2 separate regions of the Mus musculus genome follow, and region 2 is linked to region 1. The links are chromatin contacts, called in public HiChIP or PLAC-seq maps. All regions are on one chromosome and are shown on one strand. The core of a region is the stretch at or near the end of the contact, and the rest is flanking DNA. Distances in the headings are between cores, read along the strand shown. Region 1 holds the start of Mrpl28 (mitochondrial ribosomal protein L28). Region 2 overlaps Ergic1 (endoplasmic reticulum-golgi intermediate compartment (ERGIC) 1).

Region 1 (4,661 bases), core at 1,795-4,294:
GAACTAGAAGGACTTGACCAGCTTGGACAGGCATCTGCTCCGCTCCAGGCTTCCACGAGTCCTGGCACAGAAGGGTTCTCTGAAAAGTCTACCACAGGAACTGTGTGCTCGGCACATGCCAAGTGGGGTTCGCCCACTGCCCACAGGGGAGGCTGAGCCCAGTGCTCAGGCGTGGTCACCGGCTCTCTTCTGCACCACTGCGGGCCTGGACAGAACCTGCTCCTGAAGCCGCTGGACCAGCTCCTCTACGTAGACCTTGAACAGGGGTACAGGGTCCTGAAGGGGAGAGGGCATGGTAAGGCTCAACGTAGCCCAGGGATGGCGCCCTAAGGAGGGTGACAGCCAGCTGCTTCTGGCTGACCATGGGGAGAAGCAGGGTGTAGAAGGACTGGGGATGTTGCTGCTTGTCATCCTGGAGGGCATTTGACCGCCAAAAGAGGACTGCTTTCCCTTGGTCACACAAACTCACATGCCTACCCTTGGCTTCCCTGTAACTGCTGGCCGCCACAGGCTCTTGACTATTCTGGGAAACAGACACAAATGGAACATCCTAGGGGCTGCCAAGGGATTAAGAAAACACCTAGTGCCGGGCGGTGGTAGCGCACGCCTTTAATGCCAGCACTTGGGAGGCAGAGGCAGGCAGATTTCTGAGTTTGAGGCCAGCCTGGTCTACAGAGTGAGTTCCAGGACAGCCAGGGCTACACAGAGAAACCCTGTCTCGAAAAACCAAAAAAGAAAGGAAGAAAGAAAGAGAGAGAGAGAAAGAGAGAAAGAAAGAAAACGCCTAGTGCCAAAGATCCCCGAGCATTCAGAGAAAGAGAGGGAAGGGCTTCACGAGACGAAGCATGCCATGCAATTTCAAAATGGAAGGAACCAAACGTATGGCAGCATTTCGGTGTGGCAGACCCTAAAAGCTAGCCTTCCCGCCCCCCCCATCACTCAACCTCAGTGGCCTGAGATCTGCCGGTACACAGGTACTCACCTTTTCCTCCAGAAGCCTCTGTTTCTCCAGGGCCTCCTCCAGCGTCAGGCCAACCCACTCGGCCTCTGCCTCGGGGATGACAAAGCTCTGAATAAGCAGGAGAGGAGGCTGGCATGAGGTGTGGGGGCTGGGCCAGGAGCCTCGGGCAGCAAGCAGGATGGGGAAACTCTCACCCTGTACTTGTCATAGATGGCTGCTCTCCGCTCAGGGTTCTCAGGGTGGAGATGGGGGTCCTGGCGAGCAAGCCTCAGCAGCATCCCTCGCTTCAGGTCCATGCCAAACTTGGAGCCCAGGTCCTCCTTAGGGGTCTGGCAGAAGGTTCACATAGGGTCGGGTGCTACAGCAGGCTCACCACCCCACCCCCCCACCCTGTCAGCTGACCCTATGGGTTCTTCTTCAGCTGCTGGCAGCCCTAAGCTAGACCACAGCAGAACAGGCATTGGGATCAGCGCTAGCATCCAAGCCTATATGGGTCAGGCCCAAGGCATGCATGGTGGCGCACACCTTTAATCCCAGCACTCGGGAGGCAGAGGCAGGCAGATTTCTGAGTTCGAGGCCAGCCTGGTCTAGAGTGAGTTCCAGGACAGCCAGGGCTATACAGAGAAACCCTGTCTCGAAAAAAAAAAAAAGAAAGAAAGAAAGAAAAAGAAATGGCTACAACCATTGGACAAGTCAGCGACTCACAGGGAGTGGCCTCAGCAAGACAGAAAGCTTCAGGGGCTGCACCAACAGGGACTCAGTCCTACTTGTAATGGCTACCCTGGGGTGCCCCACACTCCCTGCCCATGCCCATGCAGTGCACTCGGCACTTCCCACGAGTCTGACAAGACCTTGGAGTGCACTAACCCCTGCTTGCCTTGAGAATATAGAAGTCAAATCCATAGGCCTCATCGATGAGATCCAGGGTCCTCATGGTCACAGTCACGGTGAACTTCTTGTCCAGGATTTCACTGTAAAGCTCCCGAGTGAACAGCTGTGGCTTCCACACCTTCTTCACCCTCTTGGAGAGCTAAGGGTGCAAGAGAAACCTCCCGTTTTCCTATAGACCAAGTGGGCCCCAAAGCACCCTTCTGGAACCTGGGCTACTGTGAGCCAGGCCCTCTCCCTTCCTCAGACGCTCCTCAGGACCACTGATGCAGGTCAGGGCCCCTGAGCTGGCTCTGGACACCCACCCACCTAGATGTCTGCTTCACTCAGGCTAGCCCTAATGCTACTGGTATATGTTCCAGATTCTCACACAGCTGAAACCCAGTAGCCACAGGCAAGTGAATGACACCCTGGAAGGCCTGAAACATACTCTCTCCTCCCACAGGGCTTGCCTAGGAGCAGAGTATCACCAGAAGAGATAGACTCCAGGCAGTCATCTCGGTCTTTTTGATTTTTATGTACTAGGAGCAAAGTTATTCCGTCCTAAAAATGAGGGAAATGCGCATAGAAACTAGCAGGTGACAAGCAGATTTCACTTCTCCCTCCTCTTCGGCACAAGCTTCGAATCTATCCTTCCTCCTTCCTTTTCTCCACCACTGTCCCCACTCTGTCCTTACTTTTGATACTATCTGATCCAGGACCACCCCACTTCAGGACTAGACTTTGCTATCGGAGTTAGCTTGCTCCGTAAACAAAACGCTTGTGTTAGTCTGGTTGACCGTTTGTGGCGCCCAGAGCAGCGCCTGCTCAGCAAAGCATGCAGAACAGCCGAGATGGTCCGCACCCACCTTGTCGTTGTTGGCGTATCTGTAGCCTAAAATCAAGCCCTCTCCACCCCACAGTCCCTGCTGGGACTCTGGAGGGTAGTGAACTGGAATGGGTACGTCCTCAACGCGCTCGCGCTGCCCATTCTTGGGGTTGATCTTGAACTTGGTCCCGTGAGGTTTGTAGTGTACCGGGGTCGGCGTCCGTTCTTCTTCCAGTGAGCGCAAGAAGTGGGCGGGCAAGCGCGCACAGATGCCCTGCCGCAGCCGCAGCTTCTGCCACAGGTGCACAGGATACCTGTGCAGCGGCATCGCGCGACCCTCTACTTCTAGGAGAGCGCGCCCGCGCCTCCCGGAACCGGAATAGCGTCACCGAACGTGCGCCTTCGCTCGCTGCCAATTGGCAGCAACGCCCGTCCATCTAAACTAATCCCTTTCCCTCCGCCTCCTTTAGGGACCATGAAAAATTATCTACTGCGAATGGGTTCAAGGCACCGTCTGCCAAGTGCAGCCCAGGAGTTCCCCAGCAGCTTTGGCAAGCCTGTTGGGAAAGGCTACCCTGAGCTCAACCTCCCTTTCCCTCCAGGGACGCAAGGAAAAAAAAAAAAAAGACCACTCATTTGATTTGAAAAATTATTGTAGAATATTAAATTCACCAATTACATAAAAATATGCCTTCATATCTTAGAACAGTAACATTTTACCACCTGCCCCCCACCCCCAACAGAATATACACATTTCCCCTTTCAGGGGCTAAAGTGTGCTTTGGTGCCAAATAAAGGATGTTAGTAGCTTGGGAAGGAGCCCAGAAGCCCACACCTGCAATCCCAGTACTCAGAGCAGATGAGCCTCACAGTGGGAACCAAATGGCCTGGGCACACAGCACTACCAGCTCAGTGACCCCAGGAGACCAGAAAGATTGGGCTGGGGATCCAGAACCCACTCCTTAATCCTCAGTTGATCCAGTAGGGGTCAGCCTCATCCAAGTGTCTAGGGCCAGCACAGGAGAATGCTCACCAGACTGGGGCCTTGGACCCCTTAAGAGAGAAGGGAACACTAGCGAGCATTGTGTGCCTTCTGGAGCCAGACCTCATACAGCTGAGCAGCCTGCTACCTCAGGCTCTCCCGAAGGCCTCCTGCTCCAACAGACAATGAGGGAGGGACAGCACACAGCACTCCAGGTCTTAATCAGCTCTCTGATGACCCTGGACTCTACCATAGCAACTGCAGCAGGAGGGTATCCCCATGCCAAGGCAGGATGGCATTAAGGGTACAGGATGTCAGAGACAGTGAGTGACCTCTGTGCACTCAGACTTCCTTGCTTGTGGGTCTCATATCACGGCTTTCCAAAGGAAGGGGACCACAGGAATCCCTTATCTGTATCCCCATCCATAACAGCGTGATCAGCCCACACGTGGCACCTGTGGGCTCCAGGTGGAAACAGCTGTGACCTTCAGAGGAATTGGCAGCAGCCATAAAGATTTTTTGGGGTGGAGGGGGTCTTCTCTGGAGAAAGAAGCCAAGCGTCTCAGGACAATTTTATTCAGATGGAAACCTGGTTGGGGCTAGACAAGCACCTCTCTCGCTTGTCCTAGCTGAAGAGGTCATTAGAGTTTCAGGTGTCCATGAACCAGCCTTATCAGGTCACTGTGTACAACTCATCCCGATCATTCCTGCAGATCTGGTAGTGACAAGGGAACTTCTGCAAACAGGCCCAGGACCCAGCTTTTTCCTCTCGTGGTGGCAGAAGAAATGCTGCACTACCAGCCAGTAGGATGTGCCAAATGCTGTGGGTGTAGTAGTAATTGTCACTGGTCATCATTGAAGTATACATGGCGATGCCAACGGAAGCCATGGAGATGCCAGGCAGGAGGTAGAAGACCCAGCGCTGCCAGGAGGTTGGGTAGCACTGTCCCCGGTGCCCACAGCGGTATATCTAGAGTGGATAGCCACATGGGAGTTGGTTGGTTGGTGCAGACCCAGAGCCA
Region 2 (4,697 bases), core at 2,027-4,526, 460 kb before region 1:
CCAAACATGTACGGTTGTCCCAGATATCCTGGAGGACTAGCTTCAGGACTTCCTTCCTCAGAAACTCCAGGGACACGCAAATGTGTTGTATAGAATGTATATGGTAGGTAGAGAACTCATACATCCTTCCATATACTTGAAATGACTTCTCAGTGACTTACCCAAGAACACACTGTTGGTGAGTATACCAAACAGCATTGTTCAGGAACAAGAACCATACAGGGAAATCTATACACAGTAAAGACAGACATGATTTTCTGAGTATTTCCCATGGTTATCTGAATCTGTGAATGTACAGCCTGTAGGTTCAGAGGGCCCATTGCGAACAAGCTCTACCACGGAGACAGACTGCCAGCCCTCTTTTTTCTTTTTCTTTTTCTTTTCCTTTTCTCCTCCTCTTCCTCCTCTTCTTCCTCCTCTTCCTCCTCCTCTTCCTCTCCCCCTCCTCCTCCTCCTCCTCCCCCTCCCCCTCCTCCAGAGATAGTCTCTCCCTAAGTGCACCAGACAGGTCTTGAACTTGTGATCATCTTGCCTCAGCTCCAAAATAGCTGGGATGACAAGCCACTAGGCCCCTCACATTTTCTCCTCTTGCTCTTCTCTTTTCTTCTTTTTATGGATGGAAAGAAATTCAGCATAAACTTTGCACTTTAGACTTTTTGTTTTGTTTTGGTTTGGTTTGGTTTTGGTTTTTCGAGACAGGGTTTCTCTGTGTAGCCCTGGCTGTCCTGGAACTCATGTTGTAGATGAGGCTGGCCTCAAATTCAGAAATCCGCCTGCCTCTGCCTCCTGAGTGCTGGGATTAAAGGCGTGCACCACCACGCCTGGCTGACTATTTCTATCTCCAGAGGATAAACATGACTGCAGGTTCCCACCAGCTTCCTGGATGAGATGCTAACATCTCATGTAACTGAAATTCTCAAAACTAAGAAACTTGACATGATCCCATCAACTAGGCCACCAACTTTCTCAGGGTTTGGCTCTCTTGTCTTTCTGCTGGGCTCAGGTACCACACTGCATTCAGTTGTTGGAGCCCCCCCCCCCCAGGTCTGTGACTGGTCCTCAACTTTCTGCAGTAGGAAAGACAAGGAAATCATAGAGATGTGAGAAATGAAAAAGGGCCCCTGACTCTGAAGTCTCCATGGAGCCTCTAAGTGGCTGAGAAGCCAGACTAGACAGATGGTTGACAGTAGATAGATAGATAGATAGATAGATAGATAGATAGATAGATAGGTAGATAGATGGATGGATGGATGGATGGATGGATGGATGGATGTATGGATGATAGACCTACAATAAGTAAAAGATGACTGTAAATGAGATAGATACTTTATAATTTACCCATATAGAGATATTGTTAAAATGGTAATGAACTGGACATCATCTGTGACTCTCCTAAGCAGGACTATTAACATTGCTGACAGTGGGGATCTCCAACTGCCTGTGACCCACCGTCTCAAGTGCGACCCTGTCAGGTGCCCTTCAGGACTACCCAGAGATCTCACTCGGGTTCTTAGCAGATAACAAACCCTTTGAAGATATTATCTTTTAAATCCACCATAATCCTGTACCTGTCCATTGTAAAGACAAAGGCGTGTGGCCCTCAGAGAAGCCCACACCCAGGCTCTCTGGTGTCTTACTCTCTTCCCAAACACCTCATTTCCCCTTAGTACTTGGGCCAAAAACTAACATTAAAACCCCCCTCGTGGGCTGGTGAGATGGCTCAGTGGGTAAGAGCACCCGACTGCTCTTCCGAAGGTCCAGAGTTCAAATCCCAGCAACCACATGGTGGCTCACAACCATCCGCAACAAGATCTGACTCCCTCTTCTGGAGTGTCTGAAGACAGCTACAGTGTACTTACATATATTAATAATAAAATAAATCTTTAAAAAAAAAAAAAAAAAAAAAAAAAAAAAACCCCTCGTGAACTCCAATTCTCTTCATGTTGAATCATCATGAAATTCTTCTCCGCAGTGAAGCCAGGAATCAAGGGATTTCCTGAGTGGAGGAGGCCTCTGAAGGGCACCCTTCAGACTGCTGCAGTCTGTCCCCTCCCCTGGTTTCACTGGTAGTTTTTAGAAGGTCCCAGCCTGGGTTTGTCAGATGCTGCCAGGTGTCACCTCTTGTGGCTCTAACAGATTGGGTAAGTTCTGCCCCGAGGTTTACCTGGCCTGTGGTTCTAAGCATGGGGCATTTGAAGAACATAGCATCGGCGCTCAGGTGCGGCTCTGTGCTGCCTCGGCTAGAAAGAAGGGGGGCTCTTAAAGTAACCCCCATTCTGCCCTCTGGAGATGCAGCTCAGCCGTAGAGCACACATGCAAAGGCTCTGGGTTCCATCCCCAGCACGGCACGAACAAGCAGACACCTTGAAACGCCATCAAATGACGCCTTAGAAGCAACATGGAGGCATCAGCTGAATCTAGAATATGGAGCAAATGAAAACAGCTCAACCCCCAAGCCCAGCAGCTGTCGGCCCGTACCCATGCTACACTGTACAACCCCACTGTTTGTAAGCCCAGTCCCTGGGGCTTTTCTTGGCATACAGCAGAAGCCCAGTGCATTCCTCAAATGATCCAAGAAACGAAGTGATAGATTCAGGGGACACGCCAAGCAGCAAGTCTGTTCCCTGTACCCGTGGGCTCCAGCGCCAGTCTACTCTAGCAAACTCTCCTGCCCGCTGGAGGAAAACAGAAAGGGAGGGTGAGTCTAATTTTGCCCTGGAATGTGGCCTTTTTCAGTCAGCTGGAGAGGGTGATAAGGAAGTGGCCATGGGAACCGTGGGAATGGGGAAGGCAGACCCCATTCACGCAGAGCAGGAGGCGCTAGCCCTGGTGGAATGTGCAGGGTGTGGGGCGCCAGGAAGCAGAATTCCTGAATGACTGGCTAGGGCTGGGCCTCAGGACCGCAGTCCCCTAGGGAACCCGTGCGGCCAAAGGCAGTGTCTCATCAAAACAGGAAGATCACAGAGGAAAAATGCACATGTAAGCGGACTGGTATTTACAGGGATCGGCCCCGCTGTGACCCTAGCAGGGGTATAGAGGGGATGCAGGGCAGAGAGAAGAACTTAGGGTCGGCCATGCTAATTCTCTGGTGTGGTGCAGAGTCTTCTATGTAGGCCACACACTGCCTCCCAGCCCTGCAGCCTAAGAAGCTATAAGGAAAGGTATGGAGAAGAGGACCACAAACAGACTTCCTGGGTATGTCCCACAGGCTACTGACAAATGCCCTGTCAGGGCTTTCTCACCACATGCCTAGCCTGCAACAGCTTCGACCCTTGGACAGTAGGGATTGCTGCTCCCATATTCGCAGGGTGTTAAAAAGGCTAAGATAACAAACTTTGACCAGTGTGCACACTGGCTGGCCAGGGTGGACAGCTGTTCCTGCGTCTGGGCTGGGTTGACACTGTCACATACCACGACCCTGGAATACTTAGCTGAGATGCCTCCAGCCCACTCTGTGCTCAAGATCCTGGGATACTGTCCTTGAACCTGCGACTCTTCTGTGAACCAGGATCCTCTTCTGCCTAAGAGGATGCTACAAGAGGCTTCTGGCCCCGGAGATGGCACACGCAGTAGTTCATGTGTGCCACACAGCTTTGCCCTCACACAATGTGTGGATTATCAGCCCAATGTTACAGATGAGAAGGCAGTGCCACAGTGATGACAGACCGACACAACTTCCCACGGCCAGCAAGGGGTGGAGCCCAGGCTGGGACCATTCCCTACTACACACAAGTCTGGCCAAGTCTTCAAGACTCATTGGGGCTGGGGGAGGAGAGGAGTCTCCGGTCCAGAGTCTCTACAGGGAAGTGACAGGAAGAGAGGAGAGGCATCTTCCTGAAAGCACTGGACAGGAAATGATGCTTCTACTATGGAAGTGGCAACAACCTGGATGTGAATGAGGACTGACCCCAGCCATGCCCATCGCTAAGTCCTTCTCCAGCATCAAGCAGGCCACTTCATCTCTGCAACAGTGCCGTGAACCAGGCACTGGCCTCCATCCCCTTTCACAATGAGCAAACTGAAGCCCCACAGGCTCCCTTGCTCACCAGTGCAAGAGTCAACACAGAGAGTGTGAATGGGCATGGACATATGTCAACATGGCCCTAAAGTCTACTGGCCCACGGGGGACTCCAATACTTTTAAGTTCCCCAGCTAGGGTGTCCCCATGTAGGCTCTCTGGCCCTTGGTGACACTCACCTAGAGCTGTCTGCACACCCAGTACTCTCCTAACATTCTCTATGTGCAGTGCTTCATTCACTCTTGCCACACCCCTGAGGGAGGCAGAACGCTGCTTCCGTTGGTAAGTGGAGGTAGTGAGGAGTGAGGCCAAGGAGGCAAGCTAGAACTCAGTCTTAGTTCTCTGCCCCGCCTCCATGAACGAGGCAAGGTGACGGACAGTCGGCCTAGAAGGGAGAGCACACCCTCTGCCATCTTTGAAACTGGGCCTACCCATGCCACCAGGCCTTCAGCTACTTTCTTCTGCGCCTACGTGTTTCTCCACGCAGCTGCTCCTACCTTCCTCAGAATGACATCTGTTCTAGAACCTTCTGTGGCTCCCACCAAGTGACCAGCATGTGAAGGTCCACCTCAGCTGTCTATTCCATCTCTCACTGCCCTCCCACCTCACAGTACTCACTGGGGACAGACATTACAATGTCACAATGCCATCTCTTCCCTCCAACTCACATTTGTCTACA

What was found. HiChIP or PLAC-seq counts read pairs in DNA pulled down with a chosen protein or histone mark.
Region 2: a contact with region 1 is called in an HNF4G HiChIP or PLAC-seq map of pancreatic cancer cells. The contact joins the enhancer-like site here to the promoter of Mrpl28 in region 1. A contact is called at or near these places in 2 of 39 promoter capture datasets (frontonasal cranial neural crest and stem cell-derived epiblast-like cells), 1 of 484 Hi-C or Micro-C datasets (embryonic stem cells) and 2 of 115 datasets of contacts at active chromatin or transcription factors (memory CD8 T cells and pancreatic cancer cells).

What each region holds. Positions count from the first base shown.
Region 1 is chr17:26,121,886-26,126,546 of GRCm38.p6, reverse strand. It overlaps Mrpl28 (mitochondrial ribosomal protein L28), which reads right to left and starts at 3,044. Exons shown (of 5, transcript NM_024227.3): 1 at 2,698-3,044; 2 at 1,839-1,991; 3 at 1,156-1,290; 4 at 983-1,069; 5 at 1-276. The coding sequence starts at 2,985. The coding sequence ends at 166. It overlaps Pgap6 (post-glycosylphosphatidylinositol attachment to proteins 6), which reads right to left. Exons shown (of 13, transcript NM_021793.2): 13 at 3,293-4,609. The coding sequence ends at 4,313.
Region 2 is chr17:26,582,855-26,587,551 of GRCm38.p6, reverse strand. The region is part of intron 1 of Ergic1 (endoplasmic reticulum-golgi intermediate compartment (ERGIC) 1); the gene reads right to left. Among named protein-coding and RNA genes, the nearest start is that of 1700049J03Rik, 19 kb to the right of the region's middle. Within about 2 kb of position 3,276, at least 170 of the 459 cell types and tissues checked have an H3K27ac peak or open chromatin away from gene starts, as enhancers often do. A contact at or near this core is called in embryonic stem cells and pancreatic cancer cells, where this site is marked.